2 separate regions of the Hordeum vulgare genome follow, and region 1 is linked to region 2. A link is a contact called in public Hi-C data. All regions are on one chromosome and are shown on one strand. Each heading gives the region's core, a stretch centred on a gene start, on an enhancer-like site or on the middle of the called end of the contact. The rest is flanking DNA. Distances are from core to core; before and after follow the strand shown.

Region 1 (3,164 bases), core at 385-2,884, 520 kb after region 2:
TTTGTCCTAGGCCTTCAACTTACCATAAAAATCAACAATGTTCATCTGGCCTGGTATTTGTCTTGGTAAAAGAACAGAGACATATTGTCCTAGAGAATGTGTATAATGGCGTAAACAGTTTACTATCTGGGGTGAAGTGTGTAATACCATTTAATCCAGTCATTAATGGAGCTAGTAAAAAAATCACAGGCTTGCAAGCAAAGCTGGATGTTGCGATAGTTAAGACATAATTATGCCAGAAAAACTACAAAAGAACTTAGCTAAGTGTCCCAAAATGCATTAGAAATCAGGGCCATCACAAACCAGTACTTCTTGGATAGTTTTGGTGGTAAGTTTATCATAGTGAGAGGAAAATAAGTACTCCCTCCGTCCCAAAATGTAAGATCATTATTGACACTATGATAATGTCAAAAATGGTCTTAAATTTTGGGACGGCGGGAGTATCATCTATCACTTCTTTGATACAGTTTGGAGGTTGTACCAGGACCATCTACCTTTTTTCAAAACAAACATTGGTGTCCAATTTGTTTGTTAACAGAATTAAGAGAATGAGTCAAATAGAAAGAATCCTTTCAAAGTTCAACATTTAACCATACGAAATAAACATAAAAGGCACTTCCTAAAGGGAGCTAAACCTCAGTCATCCATCCTTTTTATTTTGTAGTCCCTAGGGGATTCCAAGTAATAATCTAATTAAACGACTTAAGTCTCAACAGATGTCCTGCCAGACAGTTTATAAGGCAGGCACGTTCAGACATCCTCAGCATATGGCACTTCTGTCACTCTACCGAGTCGGAAATTGTAATCATCATAAAATAACCACACATCAGTCCATGAACATATAGTCAAAGTGCATCACTTCTATGTTTTGTAAGTTTCCAGAAGCAATAAACCTATACAACCGATCCAAAAACATTACTCTTAAGAGTCCTCAAATAAGGCAAAGAGATACCGCAATAATTCATGCCATCAAATACACTAACATGAACACAAATCCCCCCAATACTACACGACGTTGCTCTCTATCTGAAGCTTCCACTACATGGAATACGTGTTAAAAAGATTTCTGGGGACAAGGGAGGTTGGCACATTTCTTAGTCTGATCCACTCAAATCTTGACACTGTGAGCATCAGCTGATTAAACCGGAGAAAATTAAGGACCATTTCCCAAAAAATAAACCAGCCCAAGATCCAGCCTTCCGCCCAAGAACCACACCTGATCCGACCCCGGTGGCGCGGCGATCCGACGGAACGTCCTTCTGCGCGGTTCCCTTCTTGACGGGCTCCCCCTTGCTGCTCGACCCGAAGCACGGCAGGCACCCCATCCAAGAACCTCCCCTCCAGGAAAAAGATCAAGAAAAGGACGGCGGGGACCGACCCACCAGAGGAAACGGGGATCCCTCCCCGATCTGGGGGCGGAGGCACTCCGAAAATCCGATCTTTGGAGGATGTGGAGGGATTTGGATGGGATTTGGGAGCGGTGGGTCGGGGAATTTGGGGGGAGGGACAGGGACAGAACTATTGGGAGAACGGGCAAGAGAGAGAAAGCGAGGAGAGAGAACAGGATGACCGAGGTCCGAGGGCAAAAGTCAGCTCATGGCCGACTGAGGAGTGAGGAGAGGGAGAGAGAGTAACTCTGTGGAATGCACCGTCCCTCCCCGACTTGCAAATTTGAATCGCTGGTTCTTTTTCATCCGCAAGTTTTAATTTATTTATTTTTCGAGAATCAATGCATTGCATTAAACAGGAAGCAAAGACAAATCGCTCGCCACTAAACCGGATACATACGGATCGAGTCCGGACAGACTCTCCGACCATCAGTACACCTCATGCAGCAAAAGTATGAGCAACCTGATTGCAAATTCTAGGACAATAAACAAACCTACATTCAATAAAATTACAGCGAATGAATTCCTTCAGTTGATCAACCACCATGCCAATACAAGAAAGGTCAGTCCCGTCTTCATCCAGGGCCTCCTTCAGCAAAAGAGCATCCGTCTCCACATACACTCGCCCCATTCCCATCTCACACGTTATCTGAAACCCAGCCACCGTTGGAAGTTTTGATTTTGCTAACCTGGTAATAATTCGTTCGGCATTTAAAATGGCATCTGGTTTTTATGTTGTTGTTAAGTAGTATAGCATACTCCTTCTGTACCATAATATTTATTGTCCTCAATAACAAATACTTTCTTCGTTCTTAAATATAAGTCTTTTTAGATGTTTCACTAAAAGACTACATACAGATGTATATAGACATAATTTAGAATGTATATTTACTCATTTTGCTTTGTATGTAGTCTTTTAGTGAAATCTTTAAAAAGACTTATATTTAGAAACATATTGAGTATTTAGGAACGGAGGAAGTACAACTCTAACCGATCCCCTATATATAACCAAGTAAACCATTGATAAAATATTTGTATTCCACTAATATTTGACCAGACCTAATCGATCCCCTATATTTAACGGAGTAAAAGTTAAATTTACATAAAAGTTCAACCTATTTCTGATTTAAACAGCCAAAATTGAAAATATCGTCTTGACAACCAAAATTTAAACTAAAATTAAACTTAAAACTAAAACTAAGCATAAACATAAACTTAAAACTAAACTAGTCTTCAGCATCGTCATCGTTGCCATTGGCAAGGTCGAGCCAATCTTGCCTTGTCATCCCACCGTCCATTGGGTTGGGGTCGGTGTCGTTGTTGCCGGAGTCGGAGAAGATGCACCACTAAGGGTGTCCCGGACTAGGGGGGGTACCAGCCCGAGGTGTTTAGCCCACACGGGCCAAACTAGGGTCTCTCGAGCTACCACGTAAAGGACGGTTGAAGTATCAAGACTTGCTCGTGCATAAGATGGAAACTGCCGAAGACTTGATGTACACTCCAAGGATAGTTTTGTATTCGGCATATCAGTAACAAACCTAGCATGTAACCTAGGTACCCCGGGAATCTACATAAGTTTGGGGGTTTGGTCCTACAGGGGACAATTACTCACTTTAGAGTTTAGAGCTTACACAAACGATCTCGAGGTAGATCATCATCTTGTACTCGATACCCCATCATCAATACAATCAAAGCAGGACATAGGGTTTTAACTCTTCGAGAGGGCCCGAATCTGGGTAAACATCGTCTCCCTAAGTCTCATGTTACCATTGTTCC
Region 2 (3,230 bases), core at 716-3,215:
ATCAGTTGGTTAAATTATACCCGAGTTACCCAAGCAGATACATGTGAAACAAGAAGGGTCGTGTCTGCATACCCCAGGAAGTGTGCGTTTGTTGTGATATGCATTCACTGCCTTGTCAGCCTCCTCCCTTGATGGGCAGATCAGGAAGCAGCAGCCTGCAATGTCCAGTATACCATATATCAAGATCAAACTAAAATATCACGAGGATAGCCATTTGGAAACTACAGTCGAGCAAAGAAAAAAGAGCACAAGATACATAAAATTAATATCCACTGGAACAACGGAACACCAAAACTAAGAAAGATTCTCAAATGATAACACTTGTATAATATCAGTAGTTCGTAGCAAACAGGATTCTGAATTTGCACATGCAGGACACCATTTTATTTGATGGCTTTCACACATCAAACTCCTGGGACAGTAAAAGCAAAACAATCAATCCCTCCGAACAGGAACAGATATAATTCAAATCAAACCAGTCAAAACGAAGAAGCACTGATTGCTCGGGGTAGAGGAAAGTGTCTCCTACGACAAGTTCTAAATAGTTACCATCAGATTTCATCATCTTGAATCACGATCTCATAGTAGGGTAAGTGGCTGAGCACAATTGTAAGGTAAATAGCCAAAAATATCCAGAGCAAAGCCTCTCAATACCATCTGAGAGTAAATTCCTTGATGGGGCCTATGAAATTCTGAAATCCACCGAAACAGCAACAAACACATTGCAATTCCACTGGTCCTAAAATCCAGCCTATCGCACGTACAGAGAAGACGCGCCTTCGTCCAGCTATTGGTTGAAATGAATCTGTACTAACAACTAACAAGGACAGCTTATAGCTGGAGTCCAATCGACAGCTTAAAATCGAGCTCAATCCATCTAAAAATTTAACCATGGCCAAACACCTAAATTCGCATCCCATGATCGAAACACAGACACACGAGAAGCAACGTCAACGAAAGCTAAACTTCTGCAAAGAAAAATTTTACCAATCCAACCCCATAAAACTAACTCGGGAGTATTTTACTGGCGATGGTAAACCCCCACTAATTCAGCACAAAATCCGAGCTCGAGCGGCCGAGAAGCAGAGAAGCTGATGCGGCTCGGAGCTCCTACATACGAGATGAGAACATCAAAGTGAAAAAACGCGGGATAAAGCAGAGCTGGGCAAACGTTTTGACTTTTCTCCACAGGGAGTTCACGCCATGGCAGAAGCTAGCAATTCAACGCAGCCCTTGCACAAAATCCCCCACGAAAACGGCCGCAATTGCGCCTGAATCGGCAAGGAAGAAACCCAATTCCCAGCGGAGCGCGAGAACTTTTGGCCGGAAGAAGCAGAAATCAGGCGCGGCTCAAGTGGCCGGGCGGCATTGCCACGAGCAGAGGCACACCGGGGCCGCCGTGGGCGGGAGCAGGGAGAAAACGCGAGCAACGGGAAACGCGCCCAGATCCAAACCCAGCAAAACCAACAGAGAGGCAAGCACGCGCGGGACGGCATTGCGAGGGGGGGAAATCCGGCGGGGCGGGGCGTACGGATCCGGACCTCGGGACGCCTTGGTGGCCTTGTCGCGGATGACGGTGACCTCGTCGACGATGGCGACGTCGCGGAACATGGCGGCCAGCTCGGCCTCCGTCATGAGCTTGGGCACCTGGCCGACGAAGAGCTTGACGGAGCTCTCGTCCCTGCCGCCCCCGTCCTCCCCGCAGGCGTGTCCTGCTCCGACTGCTCCGGCGCACGCGGCCGCCGCGGGCTGCTGCTGCTCCCTGTCGCCGGCGTCTTCCGCCATTGGGCGTGGCTGGGCGTCGAGCTAGCTGGGTGGCTTAGGGTTTGCGTGGGAATTTGGGCGGCGACGGTGGAGGAGGCGGGGACGGGGACGGGGACGGAGACGGAGACGGAGACGGAGTCGGGGCAATTAATAGTAAATAAATACTAGTAGCGGCGTAGTGAATTAGGACAGGAGAGGGAGGAGCGAGCAATGGATATGGTATGCTGGCAGTGAGGGACAGCGAAGGGAAGACAAGGTGGTGTGATTTCCCCCCTCCCTCCCTCCCTCCTTCCTTTTTTTTTTCCTTCTGCTCTCCTCCCTCTTTTTTCTTTTCTTTTGAAAAATGCAGGTAAATGATTTGCATGTAGATTAATTAACCCAAAGGGATATTTTCCAGTTAGTTAGCGTAGAATTAGCCATTTTTGTTTACTATATGATGTTTAGTGCTGGTTTAAAATTTAGGCGAGGTCAAGATGATTTACGTGTGCTGACTGCTGACCGAGTTTGCCACTTGGTAAATTTAGGCGAAGTCAACTCGTGTAAAACTCAACTACAATGGAGAAACTTCCAGAGTTCTTTCATCAAAGATGCGAGAGAAACCTTCGTACCTCAAATGATACGACAGTTTGCAAATCCATCAAAATCGTGACAAAAAGGGGAAGAGTGTGAATTGATGCACATACAACAATATTTTTTTGCCACAATAGCTAAATGTTTGTCGATTGTCTTTCGGTTTTGGGTCGGTCGATTTTCAAGGAAGGAGCTCGCTGGCAGGCTACCCGTGAATGATGGAGGTGGGGTGATAACACGACGGCGCTGCAACTTCATCGGAGAAAATCTCCGTCGGCGCCAGGGGGTAGAGGGATGGCTAGGGGTCGACAACATGGTGGTGGGCCACAGTTGGGGGGAGGGTGGTGCAGCAAGGCTACACGGGAGCGTCGCCGCCCGCGAGCGGCGACATAACGAGAGGACGATAGTTGGAGGAAGAAGATGTGACCATCAACATACGTTTGTCATCCAACGACTCAAATTGATCCTAGAAATCGACTGGCCCAATTCAAAATTTGAGACGACTTCCATCCCATTTTTGTATGTATGAAGGTAAAATGACCAATAAATTGTTATGACGTGAACCAAGCATAGCGCGGATAGTTAGGTTTCTTGTAGTGGAACCAATCCATTAGAGTTCAAGTCCTAGACTTGGCATTGATGGTAGTATTATTTCGAATTTATTTGAGGCCTTTCGGCGATGAGCGTTCGGTGAAGGAGATGTTCTCATCGACTACGAAACATCTGTGATGATTTCGTCAATTTCAGATGACTCTCGACTCAATCTTTCGAAGGTGGTCATAGGAGTAGCGTCGGTGACGTCTCTAATGTGCTAAAAAACAAATTACCGTGACAACCTCTCCACGCCTGGCCGATTGTTAAAATGTTACGTACATGTATGCATTTTTGGGGGTCTC

The links. A called contact is a pair of places that touch in the nucleus more often than the background predicts.
Region 1: a Hi-C map of seedling shows a contact between it and region 2, with 3 times the contacts expected there. The contact joins the promoter of LOC123440335 here to the promoter of LOC123440285 in region 2. A contact is called at or near these places in 2 of 6 Hi-C or Micro-C datasets (leaf and seedling).

Annotation. Positions count from the first base shown.
Region 1 is chr1H:398,684,779-398,687,942 of MorexV3_pseudomolecules_assembly, forward strand. It overlaps LOC123440335 (receptor-like cytoplasmic kinase 185), which reads right to left and starts at 1,635. Exons shown (of 5, transcript XM_045116910.1): 1 at 1,217-1,635. The coding sequence starts at 1,325.
Region 2 is chr1H:398,169,144-398,172,373 of MorexV3_pseudomolecules_assembly, forward strand. LOC123440285 (RNA-binding protein BRN1-like) reads right to left here and starts at 1,966. Exons shown (of 9, transcript XM_045116866.1): 1 at 1,542-1,966; 2 at 73-155. The coding sequence starts at 1,785.